Linked DNA regions of Sus scrofa: all the other regions are linked to region 3. A link is a contact called in public Hi-C and HiChIP or PLAC-seq data. All regions are on one chromosome and are shown on one strand. Each heading gives the region's core, a stretch centred on a gene start, on an enhancer-like site or on the middle of the called end of the contact. The rest is flanking DNA. Distances are from core to core; before and after follow the strand shown.

Evidence for each region. A called contact is a pair of places that touch in the nucleus more often than the background predicts. HiChIP or PLAC-seq counts read pairs in DNA pulled down with a chosen protein or histone mark.
Region 1: an H3K27ac HiChIP or PLAC-seq map of alveolar macrophages shows a contact between it and region 3. The contact joins the enhancer-like site here to the promoter of BCL2 in region 3. A contact is called at or near these places in 6 of 47 Hi-C or Micro-C datasets (blood, epiblast stem cells, fibroblasts and 3 more) and 2 of 2 datasets of contacts at active chromatin or transcription factors (alveolar macrophages and skeletal muscle).
Region 2: a Hi-C map of liver shows a contact between it and region 3, with 2.1 times the contacts expected there. The contact joins the enhancer-like site here to the promoter of BCL2 in region 3. A contact is called at or near these places in 2 of 5 promoter capture datasets (fetal liver and liver), 31 of 47 Hi-C or Micro-C datasets (adipocytes, adipose tissue, alveolar macrophages and 17 more) and 2 of 2 datasets of contacts at active chromatin or transcription factors (alveolar macrophages and skeletal muscle).

Annotation. Positions count from the first base shown.
Region 1 is chr1:158,480,873-158,483,572 of Sscrofa11.1, reverse strand. The region is part of intron 1 of BCL2 (apoptosis regulator Bcl-2); the gene reads right to left. Among named protein-coding and RNA genes, the nearest start is that of BCL2, 140 kb to the right of the region's middle. Within about 2 kb of position 1,417, at least 35 of the 83 cell types and tissues checked have an H3K27ac peak or open chromatin away from gene starts, as enhancers often do. A contact at or near this core is called in alveolar macrophages, liver, omental adipose tissue and 1 more, where this site is marked.
Region 2 is chr1:158,505,320-158,508,019 of Sscrofa11.1, reverse strand. The region is part of intron 1 of BCL2 (apoptosis regulator Bcl-2); the gene reads right to left. Among named protein-coding and RNA genes, the nearest start is that of BCL2, 170 kb to the right of the region's middle. Within about 2 kb of position 1,334, at least 30 of the 83 cell types and tissues checked have an H3K27ac peak or open chromatin away from gene starts, as enhancers often do. A contact at or near this core is called in adipose tissue, alveolar macrophages, epiblast stem cells and 4 more, where this site is marked.
Region 3 is chr1:158,336,110-158,338,809 of Sscrofa11.1, reverse strand. It overlaps BCL2 (apoptosis regulator Bcl-2), which reads right to left and starts at 1,407. Exons shown (of 2, transcript XM_021099593.1): 1 at 1-1,407. The coding sequence starts at 65.

The sequences.
Region 1 (2,700 bases), core at 168-2,667, 140 kb before region 3:
TTAAGAGCATAACGGATATTTTGAGTCACACATATTGTTCTTTGTTCATTTGCATTTGGTGAAATCCCTCCTTTGGACCAATTTAGTAAGCAGTGCCTCGGCCCCCCTCGGTGATTGTTCTCTTGTCTTCTCTCTAGTGTGTGTGTGTGTGTGTGTGTGTGTGTGTGTGTGTGTGTGTGTGTGAAAAGTTTAGACTCCCCACGGATAAAACAAAGGTGCGGCCTTTGTCATTTAAGCTTTCTTTTTGCTCAGATGGTTTTTTCCATTTTGCTTGGGATGGAATTCCTTCTTCTTCACCACAAACTAAGCCCTTCAAGGCTCGGCTGAAGTTCATGTACTCTACGATGCTCCTGGACCCCCTTTCCTCGGCCCCTCCCTTCCTGACCTTTTGCTGAACAGACATTCTTCTCCCCTATTTCAGGCTCAGAGGGTCTGGTACCCACTGCTAGACTGTGTTATTGAAGACCTTAAGAGTTCCTGTGCCAATTACAAAGCAAAGCTGTAAGAGAAAGAGGGGCTAAATGGAAAATCAAACCCCAGCACCCACTGCTCCAGGGCAGAGGTTCCCACTGATGAGGATTCTCACCTCCAAATACAAGGATGGCAGAGAGCTCCCAGACCTGGACCCATTCCCCCCACCCAGTGCACCATGCACGCCAGTCGTCACGGGAGGCCTGAGTGCTTTATAGGCTGCCTGCTCACTCCCCGGCTGCATGTGTAAGCCAACGGTGCTGGCTTTTAGAAACATATTTCTTTTTCTATGACTAATTTAAAAGTGACTCATGCTCAGCTCCAGCAGCTGGTCCATGTGACCCGCAGGGCCGGTTGAGTGTATCTATAGATGTGTAAACCAAAGCAGTTCTTAGAACACAGATTTCCCCCCCTCCCACGTGCTGTTTATTTCCCTCCACTTCACAGGGACCGGGTGATGACACAGATGAGCCGCCCTGGAGACTGCCTTCTCCTTACCCCAGCCTGGAATGGGCCCATCCGGAGGAAATGAAGGCTGCCATCCAACAGGAGAACATAAAAGACCGGAGGAGGAAAGAGACAGGAGAACAAGCTAATCGACCTCTTCGGATGAAGAAATTATGAGAAAAGCCCCTAAAAACCTAGTGCGCTGAGGATGCATCCAAACAGACACAGGTCTGAGTTCTGTCTCATCCTGTGACATAGAGATTCAGACCCAGAGGAGATGGGATCACGCCCTCACCACCTCCAAACAACCTGCACTTCATTTTGAAAGCAGAAAAACATTCCTGGCATCTGCTGTGATTGGACCGGACAACTCGCATATATTAAAGTGTTTTAATTTCTGCAGCCGGTCTGCACCCCTCCGTCACTGGAGGATATGCGAGGCCCGGCTCGGGGACCCTACGGCTGCAGGAGGGACGTCGTCGGGTGACACAGCTGCCAAGTGCGCCAGATAGTGTTTCCTACCTCCCTCTCACTTCCTTTTTTCTATTAAACCAAATCTAAACACTCTGTGTGTGAAGTCTGTGTGAAGTCTGGGCTCTCTCGCTTTATTTTTTGTCACTGTTAACTGTGCCATTTCTCCCTGGCCACATCCTGGGGGTGTCTTCCTTGCCCCTGCAGTGAGAGAATCACCCCCACCCCAGGGCTTCAGGCATTCCCTCCGGACACCCCAGCACCCTTTAGCACCCTCCAGTGCTCCACCCCTCCGGTGCCTCGTTACTTCCATCACCCATCATCTTAAGACTCAGCTCATCCCATCTGAAAACCTTCCATGAAGCTTGACCTGACTATTTGCAAGCTGTCTCAGCATCTGCGCCTCCAGATCTCCTTCCAGACTTCATTTGGTCTGTTCTCCAGTTTCATTTTGCTCCTTGATACAAGATATGTATAATAATATACTATATTCCTATTAGCAGCTCTGTGTTTTTAGGGACCCATCTTCTACAAGGGCATTTTGTCCCAGTTAGGTATACTAAAAACGATCCTCACTCAAGCCCAAGGTAAGGAGAACTGATGGTTAAAAGTCACTTTTCAGGGAAACTTCAAAAAAAAAAAAAAAGCGTGTCTCCAGTTTGACTGCAAATTCTTTGGGGGGTGGCCGCAGGGGGACTCACGTATTTCTCCCCATAGCAATGGGAGACTCGAACCTCCCAGGTAAAAGAAATATTTTATGTTTGCCCCAAAATGTAGTATGCAAAGTCTTACCTTACCTATTTTTTAGCCCGCTACTCAATGTGACTGCATGTCAGCTGAGAGATAAACCTTACTATTCATTCGTACTTAGAGGCTATGTGGAGAGGAATACATGCACTGAACATGCAACAAAAGGACAAACCTAGACAACAGCAGGCACTTCCACAGCATGTCATTTGAGCATGGATCTAAGCATTTATCAAACAGCAGTTCATCTGGGCCTTATACTGTATGAAGTTGGCACTGTTATTATCTCCATTTCCGACAGGAGGAGACTGCGGCAGAACAGGTAACTTGTCCAAAGACACGTGGTCAGAAAGTGCTGGGATCAAGCTCAGGTCATGCAGCTCCAGGCTGTGCTCTTAGGTATTATACTATATTCCTGTTAACAGCTGTGTGTTTTTAGGGACCCCTCTTCCACAAGGACATCTCGTCCCAGTTAGGTACACTAAAAACGATCCTCACTCAAGCCCAAGACAAAGAGAGCTGATGGTTAAAAAGTCACTTTTCAGAGAAACTTCAAAAAGCAGT
Region 2 (2,700 bases), core at 85-2,584, 170 kb before region 3:
CTCTCCCTGTTGCAGCCAGAATGATCTATTCAGAATCAAGTCTGTTATCTCCATGCTTAAGTCCAAACTCTTGACATCCTAGGCTCCAGATGCCCTGCTTCAACCTAGCTTCCTGCTCAGTTCTGTCGCTCATAAGTCCATTTTGGTTCATTCAGGAATTTCAGTGCAATCATGTTCTGCAGGCAGCTTTTTCCTAGCCCCTGGGCTGAGCTAAATAATCCTCAGCTAGTCCCTGTTCACTGTGTTATCTGAAGATCATCTGTTTACAGGTCTGTCTTTATCTATTAGAACCTGGAGGTGCAAGGACCATATAGTTTATTTGTCTTTGGATCCTTGGAGCATGTGTCTCTCACTTATTAGGTACTCAGCAAATGTTTGTGGAACTGAAATACACTGATTTCTTTTACTATAAAATAGTTCTTCCAAACACACCATGATACATGATTTTTTCTTTTTAATTTTATGATGGCTCCCACAGTACATGGAAGTTCCCGGGCTAGGGAATGAATCCAAGCTACAGCTGAGGCAACACTGGATCCTTTAACCTTCCTGTGCCAGGCCAGGATTAATTGAACCCATGCCTCTGCAGCAACCTGAGCTGCTGCAGTCGGATTCTTAATCCACTGTGCCACAATGGGAACTTCAATAGATGATATTTTTTAAAAGAAGTCTGTCCAAAGGGAATAAATGATTGGCTTAAACAAATCCATGCCTTTTTTTTTTTTTTTTTTTCCCAGACTCTACTGTCTTCCTGGTGAGGAACTGACATTCAGCCAGTTCTTGGCCGTCAGTGCTGGATCTGACTGGTCATCATCTGTGCCATGTTGGTGGTTAATCATTTTGAACAGCAGGCCCACCCATACGCCCTGTGAGTCTCCAAGGGAGGGATAAGCTGTGGGGTATTTTTCAGACTCACCGGGCCCTTTATCCCTCTGTCAGGGAGATTCCTACCGGGTTATAAAGACGGAGACTGCTGCCTGGAGATACAAAAGCAATAAGCTTAGGCATTGACCAGAGAGGCAGCGGTGGTGCCCTGTTGTATAGGGCAGGAGAGGTGATCAAAGGCCTCCAGCCGCTCCTGGACATTCATGGGAACATAAGGACCACCAGTGATCACTAGTCTTGGATTCCAGCAAGGGTGTGACACTCATTCCCAATAAGTACTATCTAGGGTTTCTCCAACGGCACACAGCAACTGCAGTGCAACCACTGGGAGAAGAGGGAGTGTGGAGAGATTGAGAAAAAAGGAAGTGGAGGGGAGAAGGCGGACACACACAGAGGGCTCTCCTGAAGCCCGGGAGGCAGTGACTCTCTGGACACCAGCCGTGGCAGAGATCAAAAGGGGAAGCAGGCGGCTGGGCCGCCAAGAGTGGTGGCCAGCGGAGCACACGCGAGGAAGTGAGGACTTTTTTTTCCTACCTGAATAAAGCAGCTGGTAAGGAAGTGACTCCATTTCCCCCCTTATCATTGGCCCGGCAGGATTTCCTCTGCAGCCACTTTGTGCTGAATGAGTCTGGAGGGTTCCGTCTGGAGAACTGAGCCACTTTGGGTGACTGCTAACCTCTGTCTCCTGTGGCTCTTTCTCCCCCCTCCCTTCCCCACCTTTACTCCCAAAATATTGATTCCGGGTTTGGGGGAAAAGGAAAGAGAAAAAAAGAAAAAAAAGGCTCCAACCCTGGAGTGTCTCGCTGAAGGACACACAGCTGCAGGGCCTACGGGTCGTGAAGAGGCGCGAGTGAGTGTGAGAAGCAGGATGGCCTGCAGGGCTGCCTCCCAAGCCATGGCCCGGGGATGGGGCTTGATCTTGCAGGGGCTCTGGCCCAGGAGGAGGGGCTAGTTGAATCACAGGCCAAGGACGTAAAGTGAAACCTAATCTAAGTGTCATCTGGATGTAACCAGAAACCTGCTAGAGAAATGGCAGGAGATGAAAAACCCAAACAAAACAAAAAAACACAACTTGCCCGCCTACGGCAGCGGGTCCAGGGAAGTTTGGGTGTATTTTGTGATGCAAATTGAGCTGAGGATGCAAATCAGGTGGGGAGGGGGTGGGCCTCTGGAGCTTGGGAGGGCAGAAAAATGAGAACCCCAACGGTTCCTTCCTTTTCTCCTCCGCAGTTTGAAACTAATTTGCAAAGGCGTCTGTTGCTCTGGGGACCCTGTGGCCACTGAGCCAGGTCAAAGGCCGCTGGTCCTGTCCACCTGCTGGAGGAGACCTGAGCCAGAGGCAGCCAGCACAGGCAGGATCTGGGCAGTTCTGCTAGTCTAACTGCCCCCCGCCCCCCGGGCTGGGGTGGGCGCTGCGACCCCGAGGGAAGCTCAGTGACAGATCTTTAGTCCTTGCACTAGCTATGCAAATACTACAGGGAGTGGGGACTTGGCCACCTGTAGCTTAGGTCCCTCCTGCCAGGAGGCGAGAACAGTCCAGAACTTCAAAAGACGTCTGTGGAAATGGTGCAAAGCAATGCATCTACAGCAAAATGTGCTAAAAAAAATAAACAAATAATTGTGCCATGTGGTTCATCAGGTTCCTACAATAAACCAAAACAACACAGAAGAAAGGCCAGATCTCTACGAGACCTCGAAATCTCATCTTTGACTTGCTGATTCATTCAGGAACCAAACATTTTTTATATGGTGCTGAGGAGTTTCAAAGCTAAAATACTATGCAGGCCTGCGCTGTCAGAACTGCGGTGTGAGCCT
Region 3 (2,700 bases), core at 158-2,657:
TTATAGTGGATGTACTTCATCACTATTTCCCGGTTATCATACCCTGTTCTCCCAGCGTGCGCCATCCTTTCCCAGAGGAAAAGCAGCCGGGTACCAACAGCACCTCTCGCCCCCGCTTCCCACCCCACGGCCCCGAAAGAGAGAATAGTTATAATCCAGCTATTTTATTGGATGTGCTTTGCATTCTTGGTTGAGGGGGTGTCTTCAGTCACGCGGAACACTTGATTCTGGTGTTTCCCTCTTGGCATGAGATGCAGGAAATTTTTATTTAAATTCCTTTCGGATCTTTAGTTCATGAGGCACATTATTAATTATTGTTAATATCAGTCTACTTCCCCCGTGATGCTGAAAGGTTAAAAAAACTAATCAGTCAAAATCAGGTGCATTTCCCTTTATACACTGGGTGAAAGCAGGGCTTAACACACTACAAGTTACACAGCTGAAAAGAATGTATTAAACTGCCTGGAAATTAAACTTACTCGAATGCACTTAAAAGTTAAAATCTCAAATGTTTCCATTGAAAGTTACATTAAGCCAATTTTCTGTGCAAAGAACTTACTTGTATTTTTTAAGGACAGCATGATCCTCTGTCAAGTTTCCTTTTTGTGAAAACAAAACAAATGCATAAGGCAAAGATTCCATCAATCTTCAGAACTCTCCAGTTATAGCTGCTTTGAAACTTCCAAATGAATCAGGAGCTGGGGGAGGAGGTGTAAAAATTAGGAGAATTTCCAGTTTGATTCCCAGACTTCTCCTTTACAGAAATGTCAATCCGTAGGAATCCCAACCAGAGATCTCAAGAGCACGAGAAAAGAAAGGCAGCGGCGGCGGCAGATGAATTACAATTTTCAGTCCGGGATTTGCAGAAGTCCTGTGATTTTTCCCCTCTCGGCAATTTACACACGCACACACACGCGCGGGCACGGACATGGATTTCTATCCGCGGGGCCGCTTCACGCCTCCACGGGAGAGAGACAGGGACCGGGGGCCGGTGGACGAGCCGGGGACGGGGACAGGAATCCTCTTCTGATTAAACTCCGAACGGCAAATGCATTTTCCGAAAAGCTGCTTGATAAATGAAGGCTGGACGCACCCGGCCCGCCGGTGCCGAGCGCGAGAAGCCCGCGCTGTGTGTGGTGCGGCGAGGGGTGGGGAGAAGGAGGTGGTGGGGGAGGGTTTTATTTTTTCCCTCTTTTCCTAAAAAGGATGACTGCTACGAAGTTCTCCCCCCTGGACCCCCTCTTCCGCTGCACCCCACCGGCGCACCCCGCCTCCGGGCTGCGCACCCTTTCTCCTCCTCCTGCTCCTGCGCGGCAGAGCTGGCTGCGCCCGCCTCCCCCGCGCTCCCGCTCAGGGCGATGACGGCCGCGCCGGCGGGGAGGGCTCGGCTCCCGGCACCTTCGCTGGCAGCGGCGGCGGCGGCGGCGGCGGCGGCAGCGGCGGCGGCTCGGCGGGGAAACCGAGCTTGGCGGGCGGGAGCCCGGCGGGCGGGGGCCAGCGCAGGGAGGAAGGGGGCGGGCGCGGGGCCGGGGGGGCTGGCCTCTTACTTCATTCTCCTCTAACCGACTGGTTTCCTGTATGTACGTCACACTGTTCATTCAAAAAAAGAAGAAAGAAAGAGCCCTCCTCGGAGCCGCCCCACCGCCCCCTCCGCCCCCTCCGCCCCGCTCCCCTTCCCTGGGTTAAAGGAGCCGCGGCCGGCTCTGGAGCGGCGCGCCCCGCGGGGACACATGGCGCGCAGGGCCGCGGCCGGGGAGGGCGAGCCCGGGACAGCCCCCGCCCGCCCGCTCGCTCAGCCTGCCCGCTGGGCCCAGCCGGTGGGTGGCGCGGGCGGCGCAGGCCTCCCGCGCGGCCGCGGCGCGGTGGGTGTGCGCGGGGCCTCTTCGGGCCTTCGGAGGGCCCGGCGAGCGGCCAGGGCCGCCGGGGGAACCGCACGCGGCCGGATGGGTGGCTGCTAGGGGACGGGGGTGGGCGCCAAGAAAACAAGCGCCAGTAATCACTTCGGCCCTAACCGCGCGCGCGCTCCCGTGTGTGTGTGTGTGTGTGTGTGTGTGTGTGTGTGTACACACAAGCCCTTGTGTGTGTGTACACACAGCAGCCCCTGTGTGTGTACACACCAGCGCTTGGCAGATGCTGACCGAAGCAAAGAGACCTCAGCGCTGCCCTCCGAACGGAGGCGACGCTGCTGCACATTCATCAGCGAGGGAAGCCCCAAGCGTGTGTTTACTTTCAAGTTGCTTCCTAGGTGTCCACGCAGAGAATACACTTCGGTGACACCATCCATGACCAAAGCCAGACATAGCTCTCAGTGGCCCGGCAGAGGGATTAGTGGGGTATATACCAAGGGCTTTCAAGTGGTTAAGTCAATGTTTTTCCTCTACTAACAGTCTGGGCACTGGGTTAGGGGCTGCCCGCCACGCTACCGTGGGAGGCTACAGGGCTACCTTAAGGCCCCAAGCCCCCAAACCAGGGTAAGTGGGTCCACGGCCACCTAGCAGCCAATCTAGATAGCTGCACCTTCTCGAGTTATTTATACACAAACACAGACTCGCACACGCACTATATACACATTTTTTTTTATTCACAAGCATGAACAGCCCCCAGGAGAAAGGCACAAAGAGCAAACAAGTGGCATGTGTTTATTTTTATCTCTAAGAGTCTTTGACAAATAAAGCACCAAGAAAAATTTACAAATAGCAG